2 separate regions of the Gasterosteus aculeatus genome follow, and region 2 is linked to region 1. A link is a contact called in public Hi-C data. All regions are on one chromosome and are shown on one strand. The core of a region is the stretch at or near the end of the contact, and the rest is flanking DNA. Distances in the headings are between cores, read along the strand shown. Region 1 overlaps bnc2 (basonuclin zinc finger protein 2). Region 2 holds the start of bnc2 (basonuclin zinc finger protein 2).

Region 1 (4,892 bases), core at 1,949-4,448:
TGCTTCTTTAATGCTCCTTAATGCCGCTGTCTGCTTAATGGGCCAGTTATGAGAGGTGCTGCTAGCCAGCGTAATAAGTCAGTGATTAGAGGGCGCCTTGTCACAGCAGCACCCCCGCAGACAGTGGCACGCTCTAATTGCCGTATTAGACGGCCCTTAACTATCTTGTCAGCTGTCAGACCCGAGCTTATCAACAGCAGAGGTGCATTTGATATTTCCAATTGTTTATTTCCATCTGCCGCTGCACAGAGAGGTAATTAGAATGGGGTTGTGTTGTGTGACATCATCTTGCTAAATTTGGGCACCCTATGTTGGAGTTTGCAAAATCTTCATGCAGGAAGGAGTTATATGATGGAAAATTATTTTGTGGCATGAATTGCGGTGCGGAACTGCACACGCTGGGGAAACAAGTGGACAAGTGCGGGCTGGCGTGGGAGCGGATCGGGGGCAGCGACTTTCTCTTTCTGCCCAGTCAAATGTGTTTTAGGGAATTGAATTTGAATGTGAAGCACAGTAAAAAATAAAAAAAAAACAGCTGTCTGAGTCGATGCCGTATCTCAGAGGTCACAGGTTCAACCCGGCCCTGGTCAATGGGCGTCTGCTACATAAGCGTTCTTGAGTTGAGCGCTGAACTGACTTGTTACCCGTCGGCCTGGCAAGTAACGTCAGCTCAGCACATAATGTATGTACACTCCAACCGACACATGGCGTGTAATCCTCACACACGGCGAGGATTGCCGTGGCAGCACCTGGAAAGCTTAAAAATGATGTAATGTCAAATAATCTCGGCCTCCTGTCTCAATCGGTGTCAAGCGGTCAGGTGACATGGTTAGAAGTGGGGTAATTTTGTGTTTAATCTCGGATTAGCCCATGTTCACTTTGACACCTGCAGTTACTAATCTGGTTTACGACACTTTGGGCTGAGCAAAAAGGGGGGGGGGGGGGGGTCTGATAGACTTCATGGTCCCTTAGTAGATTATGAGTGAGTTTTATATCCTGAGTTACAGGATATTGCTCTAATCCACAAACGAGGTAATGACATTTCCTGCTGCTAAACACCAGATTGTGCCGTCGGGTCAATACAGGTGCACATAAGGAAAGAGCGCAAATATTCTTTCGACCTCTAATCACGCATTGACCCTCGGCTGTGTGACGTAAAGGCTGATCTGCGCTGCAGATAACTTTCTATCTGGAAGTCGTGATCGACTGTTTCAGACATTGTGAAATATAGGTTGCAGGCTCAGACATGGACTCCAACCTACGACCCTTTGTGTGCACGTCGGTGTCACATTATTGTCCCAGCGTTGCCGTATAAGAATAACAGTGAGACAATGTAGGTAGCGTATTTAGTGCGGATTGTAAATTCATGAAGTTTAACGCGGTGATAAGTAGCATTGGTGTGAGGACAAGCACTCAGACATGTGCCAGATAGTGCTTTCACATTTACGTGATACGTTTCCTCAGCACTGGATAATTAGGATTTCCTGTCATAATAAAATCACTCTCAGCAGTCACCTTGTATGCAACACGTGCACAACAATCTGTAACTGTTTTCTTTGTTACGGATTTGTAGCTTCTTTTCATCCTAAATGACTAGAAATCCAAAGTCATTTGCCAACAACATATGTGTCAAATGTAAAATGCATTATTCTTATTGCATAGAATTGCTGCTTAGAATGACAAGCAATTTACCACTTTATTCTAACATCACTCTTTTTTTTGCATGGTTTGCTACACACATCCTCTGCAGATTCCCCATCAGATGATTTCTGTGTGTATCGCACCTTTTTTTCCCCTTCTGTACGTTCTTTTTATTGGTTGAAGAATGTGAAACACCAACTTGCTGCAAAATGCACCCGGATTTCTGTTGGAGGTGTTTAAGAGAGATGATGAAGGCTTCGGCAGACGATCCTTTGTGCTCTACTGAGTTGCCCTCGTCAAGTCTGGACACTTAACCTCTCACTACTAAAAGCTTCCCGGGGTCAGACTAAGTGCTGCACCGGTGTTGAGTAATGAAGCCTCAGTCAAAACAAGTTACATTTCTGCGTTTTCAGGAGGGAAAGTCCTTTGTCGGTTCTCATGAACTCGCGCCACATTCAGCGCAATTGGAATGAAACAGTAGTTGGGGAATTTGTTGTGTGGATAAATGGCTGCAACGGCTGATATTCTTTCTGTATCTGTATTTACATTTTTAGGTCAGAGTTTGGTGGAGAAATTTGTCCGCCGCCCTCCTTTTTTGTATTTATCACTGACAACTGCCCGTTCTCGGTCCTGGCCTCTGAGTTGTGATTGATGTGGAATCGTCTTTGTGTTTTTGTGTCTCTGCAGGCCATTCGCTGCACGCTGGTGAACTGCACATGCGAGTGTTTCCAGCCAGGGAAGATTCACCTACGGACATGTGACCAGTGCAAACATGGCTGGGTAGCTCACGGTGAGTACATTCTTTGTTAGGGGTGGCAGGTTTTTCCTGAATATGGTTTCAATAAAAAGAAAATACCAGTTTTATTTGTCCTTATAAAAGTAAAACCTCTCGCTGTGGAGAAATGAAAACTACATTGGAAATTACAACTGATGCATTTCACGGGTCTCCTTTTTCTCATGTGTCGTTTTGTATTTACTGCAGACAGCATCCAAATGTTTTTACTCATTTTCCAGAGTAGAAAACCTTTATTTTTACTGTCAAAAAAAAAAGAAGAACACAGCCAAACAACAGATAGAGAAGCCGGACCACACCTCATGCCTTTTTTACGCGGGTGTAAAAAAAAAAAAAAAAAAAAAAAAAAAAAAAGGGAGAGGAGGCCCAAAAGTACAAAGAGAAGGGGGGAAAAAAGAAAAAAAAAGGTTTTGGCTCGCGTCGGCACAAGAGCGAGTCTGTGGGCCCTTCAGCGGATCGCACAAGACCCCATTGACTACTTTTTAATCTCTCCCTCTGAACTGTCAGCCGCCCATCTCTCCTCTCCCCCACTTTTCATTTCATGTCGGCATTGGCAGCGACTCTGACAAGTAGTTCTTCATTTTTTATTATGTTCGTGTCTGGCTGCGCCCTGTTGTCAGGCAAAGCACTCGTCAGCGGGAAAAAGCCGTCCCAGGATCAGAGAGAGAGAGAGAGAGAGAGACCCAACCAGGTGTCACCCAGACCGACAGGGAGGAGGCAGGGGGGGGGAGTGGGGCGAGAGGCACGAGGGGAGGGGAGAGAGAGCGATTGAAACAGAGAGGAAAAAAAAAAAAAAGAGAGAGAGTAGACCAGGTGTAGCGCAGACAGCCGGAGAGGAGAAAGAGGTGAGTGAGGTTGCGTTCAAGGGGGGCAATAACAAAACCATGACATGCACTCACGATTAAGCTCCACAAAGGTCTTTTTTTAACCTTTGACTTGTCCCCCCACCCCCCCAACCGTCCACTTCCGTAATCCTTGATTTCCTAGCACCGTTAACCATTTGAGCACACGCCTCATTAGAAGCAAATATATAAAGATAAGAAAAGTGAAGCGACGAGAAATGCGAGTCAAGCCACAAACAGATAAGACTCAAACTCAGTAATAGTTTGGTTGTAGCGGCAGTTGGGGTTGAGATGGAGACGGAAGAAGGGACTAAAAATGGAAGAAGTAGCCAGAATTCATGAACGCAAAAGAAAAAAAAAACTGTGGCAGATAATTACGTTGATGTCATTGCTCTTATCTGGTTGATGTGTCCTTATCAGCCAGTGCTGACTGAAGGACGATTCGGGAGGCGGCGGGACGTTGATAGTCATTGACCGTGCCTGTCGGCCTCTGTGAGTGTCACGCGTGTGCGTCTTCCTTTGTCTTCTCATCCTGTCACCCGGTGATTCACGCAGCCCTGGACAAGCTCAGCACCCAGCACCTGTACCACCCGACCCAGGTGGAGATCGTTCAGTCCAACGTGGTGTTCGACATCAGCAGCCTGATGCTGTACGGCACCCAGGCCGTCCCCGTGCGGCTCAAGATCCTTCTCGACCGCCTCTTCTCCGTGCTGAAGCAGGAGGAGGTGCTGCACATCCTGCACGGCCTGGGCTGGACCCTCCGGGACTACGTCAGGGGCTACATCCTGCAGGTCAGTGACCAACGAGCACGCGGAATGGGTATAGTTTAAAGGTCATGAAGGAATTAGCGGTACTTACTCCGTGCACACGCACAATCACACACGTTACTTACTCACCAAGTGCATTTATATATCTGCAGTTATTCTGAGAGGGTATCGATCGCAAGCACAATTGGGACAATCTCAGCCACTTCAGCCCCATTGCCGGGGCCATTTTCCCTGCTGTTATTTCTCCTTCAGTCTGCCCAATAAACACGTTGCCCCTTCGCCGAAAAAGGGGAAAGGAATGAAATAAATAAACAAGGGAAGAAAAATGTCATGCCAGCAAACTATGAAAGCACTGTGGTGCGTTTCCTCTCTCCATCCACCCTTCCCTCCACCCACTCCCTCCCTTGTAATTGCAGTCAGGCACATTTCTCAATCAAAGGTACGGAGGTTTTGGTGTTGAAACCCAAACCAAAGTGTTCCTGAATGAATTAGTTAAGAGCAAGTGAACATGTGCATGTGGTTAGTGTGCGTGTGCGTTTGTATACGTGTGTGTGTGTGTTGTGTGCGCATGTGCTTATCTGTATGCGTATATGGTTTAGTGTGCCGAGAGTGTAAGTGGAACCGCATGGCGAGGAGAAGGTGGTTTGTACGTGGAAACAGCTTCTGTGAGTAAAGCGCTCGCAGACCAGGTCCCCTTTCCTTTGAAAGTCTTTAAGAACACACACACAAATTAAACAATAACAGCCCAGCAGTTATATGGATGTGCCAATGGTGTGCCAATTTAAGATTACAACTAAGAATTCAATTTAAAAACTTAAATAAATAAATAATATTTAATATAATAACCCC
Region 2 (4,359 bases), core at 1,136-3,635, 100 kb before region 1:
TTCACTTATATCTACATAAAATGTGTTGTCCATTTGATAAAAACGCGTGAATCACTTAATAGATCAAATTTAACGTCTTTAAGATGTTAAAGAAAGAAATCTAAAAATATCAAAGGTCGAATAGCAAAATGTCCCAGAATCCGCCAGTGAATTGTCACTGTGTGCCAAAATGTTTGTAACCGTGATATAACACGGCAACATATCATAGCGATAGGTTGTGTAGCTTCTGTGCTATTACAGACACACAAACAGACGCACACTCACGCATACAGAATGGGGATTCCCCTGTGTCCCCTGTGTCTGCGGTTCTGTTTTACAAGCCTATAAATCCATGCTTGTTTATCAAAGCCCAACAGCCACACAAAAGACAGCAAAGAAAAATGACAGTGCGACATGGTATTGATCTTTAAATGGCGGTTTATGTTTAAAGTGTTGTTTTTCTTGTAATCAGCACACTTTACTCACCCCTGTTGATATTTTCCCAATTTCTTTTGTTTTTAATGATCCGCTGTAAGGTCAAAGACATTACGTACGATACATTTTGAGCCTCTGAATCCTCGGTGGGAGAAAGGCAAAATGAACATGGACGTGCGTTTGACATCTGTTTTGCTGGTGATACTGGACAAGTCCATATTGTGTAGCTAATGTACTTATGTGTCCAGCCAAATTTGGAGCACAGGGTGAGAGAGGAAAATTAAGAAATATGAGGACTGGCACTCCACAAATGTTGGTTCATCTGCTCCTTGCTTCACACAGACACACACACACACACACACACACACACACACACACACACACACACACACACACACACACATGTGCAGAAAGAGCAAAGATGCAATTGACTTAGCATGATTAGGCTGTTCCTTGACCCACGAACACTGCCTCTCATTAAGATCCTCATTTGCGGAACAATTTTAGAAGCAGTAGACTGGTACATAATGCGCAACATCTGCCTGCCCCCTGTTTCTTGTTTGGACGCACAAACTGACACATCTATCTATCTATCTGTGAATACCCGCCTCTCTCTCTCTGTCTCTCTCAATGACCATGTTCAACAGAGTCTGGTCACTGCAGTTTCACCTTCATCTTCAGGTCAAAAGTCATTTGGAATTTCATTATAAGAAACCTTGAAAGGGATTGATTACGAACAATGAGAGGCAGATCATATGACAGAATACTGTCCATAGAAAGTAAAATTAACTCAATTCTCTCTGAGGAAGCTGGTAACTCGAAGGGATACTTTTTAAAACCACCACCTCTTTCATCATGAAATGTGTGTAATTTGGCCCAGACATTTCCAGTTGCTTGCATGTTCAATGTCGGGGGAGAATTTGTTGAGGTGCATATTCCACCACATTCAACAGACATGTTCTACCATGTTTAGACACTGACTGCTGCTGCAGAATGAATCTCCCTCTTTGAAGTGCCTGTAGTCTCTCCCGATAATGACAAATTAATCCAGATCTTAGTGCATCCTAGGTACATAAAAAGCAGATCGCTGCCAAGCACACGTTCATATCACCAACAATGTGCTTCCTGCAAAACAACAAAACAAAAAAAACATTTTCTCACATTTACTTCAACCGTTTATTAATGACTCACCTTGTTACATCTAAATGCTGTTATTAGGATTCATGAAATGTATCTCAATCCCTGTGTCATTTACAATATAACAACTGTTCTGTCATTACAATGAGCCCCGGCTCCTCGAGCCAGATTGAGTAAGAAAAGAACAGAGAGTGTACATTTTTGGACTTGCCGATATCAATATGTATAAAGGATCACCACTGTCACAATAACAATGATAACAATGTTGAGGACGTCCAGCATAAATGTTATTTCTACAACACATTTAATTAGTCTGCATGAAATGAGCTTGTATCATGCAGTTTTAGGAATTGTAGGTGACTAAAAAGTGACCCAACCAAGAGTTATACTAATTTTAAGTATAAATCTATTGACATAAACCATAGCTAAAAATGTATGTTTCAAACTCTAGGTCACTGAAATGTTCTGTTGTTCTTGAGAGAGACGGTGTGCTTAAAATTGCTTATAACAGACTTGTCATAATAATATAATATACAATACGGCTGATTGTTTTTCGGTGTTATGCTGAGATGATGCGTCCTACCCAACTAAACGGCGCGCGCCGTCGCTAAAAGTGCACGCCGTGGTTTGAGTTCCTGACTGAATGCGCCATAATACGACTGACTAAGACTCAGAGCTGCGAATGCAGACAATAGAGAATAAAATGTAAACCGATCCTTGTTTGAAGACGTCTCTGTGGGCCTCTTGTGCCTAATTGCCCAACAGTTAATATGTGAAGAGCCACCCCTTGAAACAAGACAGCTCTTGCTCTGACAATCCCAATAAGCTTGCTTGTCTCACTTCTGTTCCGCCCCAGCGGAGTCACCGTGGAGTTCATGTGCCACGCAGCATTTAATCAACCGGGAGAAGGAGTGACACAGAACTGTGATCATGCAAATGCAACTGCATGAAAAATTCAAGAACCAAATGACAAGCCCTGGTGTGCCGACGCCGTCAGAGGAAGGAAGAGAGGCACGTCCCCGGGAAAAACATGACACTCCATGGAGGATTGTGAAAGCACAGTCTGCGCCCGACGCCTCAGGTAAGCGGGGATATTGTCTGCATTAATGCGGCCCAGCTTTGATGCTGAGGGAGGAAAGAACCTGAGAACTGCGGGAGGTGACAAAGGATACTAAAGAGACTCAGGTCCCCTGCTTTAAAGGAACATTGATTGTACAAAAGCCAGTTGGGATGTCAAACCTGCGCAGTGTTTAGCAGAACATCGCCCCCGCTGCATAGAAATGAGACAGGCCGCAACATGTGCGCCTTTGATAACAGTCACTTTGTCGTGAGGCTGATGACTCTATTTGTGGGAGGATTTTTTAAAACTTTTGAATTTGAAATTGGCTGTGACAAATCTTTGAAATTGTCCATTAAATTTGTGCTTAATCGCTGGCATTCTGTTTGTACACATTTCTATTCAAGCGATGCCCTGAGGGAGGGTATCATGTCTTTCACTAGAGTCAGTGGGAGAATTTTCAGCCCCTATTGACCTCAAGCATGAGCCATCCTCATGCTGAATCCTGTGAGACCTTGGACCGCCTTACAAAACCCCAGGACAGAGAAACCATTGATTACCAGTCTTCTTTTTTTTCCAGCCCTCAGACACACTATCTGTGCACCTAAATCGGACGAGTCTAGTTCAAAACCTTCCCTCATCCCGAACCTTACACTCTGTCTTTGCCATCATGTGCATTCCTGAAAGCATGTGATGTCGCTGACCTTGCATAAGCCCCCCCTCCCCACCCCCCTTTTCCCCCTCCCCCTCCCACACCCCCACCACCACCACATGCTGTGTGCACAAGCCCCCTTGTTTGTGTCCTAACCCTCGCACCAATGAGACGGTGTGGACCTCTGTTTGACTCCCATCTGATGACCTTCTGGTCCTATCCTCAACAGACCAGAGCTCTCATAAAGGAGGAATTGATCCACACAAGACTTACCTCTCAGAGTCAGCAGCGTACATGTGTGTGTGTGTGTGTGTGTGTCCACAGTGCCATGAAGCTCACTCTGGGCTCACCCAACTGGCGTGCCATCCCAGTCCGGGTTAGCTCCCGCAGGACGTGTGGGAACAAGGAGCGAGGCTATTTTCCTGGGGCTTCCACTAGAGAGCTTGTCCTTTACTTGGAGACGGGGTAAATTAAGGTGGTGAGGTTGTATTTAGGTTCATATTTCCCTTGTGTATGGCAGAGGAGGCCAAGGACATGGGACATTGATCTCCCTGAGTAAATGTTGTCCAGTCGGAAAAGAACTTTTAGATGAGAAAAGTATTCGTCATAGTTCCACCACCTGTGATTCCTTCTCTGGGAGTTTGGAGAACTGTTTTTAGACAGTTGTATTAACTCTTGATCTTCTTTCATTATCAAATATGTCACTTGAATGACCAATATTGCTGTTTTGCAGTTTTTTGTTGGTTGTCCCAATTTAGGGTAAAAAAAATGTGGGTTGGTGCTTTTAAGAAGCCTACAGAGGCCAATTTGTGATTTTGGGACCATGAAAATAAACTTGGCTTGACGTGATGACATAACGTAACAAAACAAGAAAGTACCAAGTAAGAACGTGTCTTATATTTACATAGGATCAGAAATATCACATCACTAGTTGTAATCAAGAAACCAACTCCAAGCCGTCAAATGAGCAATGACCAAGCCTCAACGGTTCTTAGTGATGGTTAAACTGACCTTTCTGGATCTGTCTATGCTTTAGTAGTGACTGGAAGTTAATGAACAGATGGACCTCTGTGGACGTGATGGATCCGCGAGTGCGGTG

Evidence for each region. A called contact is a pair of places that touch in the nucleus more often than the background predicts.
Region 2: a contact with region 1 is called in a Hi-C map of skeletal muscle, with 2.9 times the contacts expected there. The contact joins the promoter of bnc2 here to the enhancer-like site in region 1. A contact is called at or near these places in 2 of 6 Hi-C or Micro-C datasets (both in skeletal muscle).

The regions. Positions count from the first base shown.
Region 1 is chr9:15,885,672-15,890,563 of fGasAcu3.hap1.1, reverse strand. It overlaps bnc2 (basonuclin zinc finger protein 2), which reads left to right. Exons shown (of 6, transcript XM_078109092.1): 3 at 2,329-2,431; 4 at 3,832-4,067. Among protein-coding and RNA genes, the nearest start is that of LOC144411604, 100 kb to the right of the region's middle. Within about 2 kb of position 3,198, at least 3 of the 9 cell types and tissues checked have open chromatin away from gene starts, as enhancers often do.
Region 2 is chr9:15,988,999-15,993,357 of fGasAcu3.hap1.1, reverse strand. bnc2 (basonuclin zinc finger protein 2) reads left to right here and starts at 2,385. Exons shown (of 6, transcript XM_078109092.1): 1 at 2,385-2,632.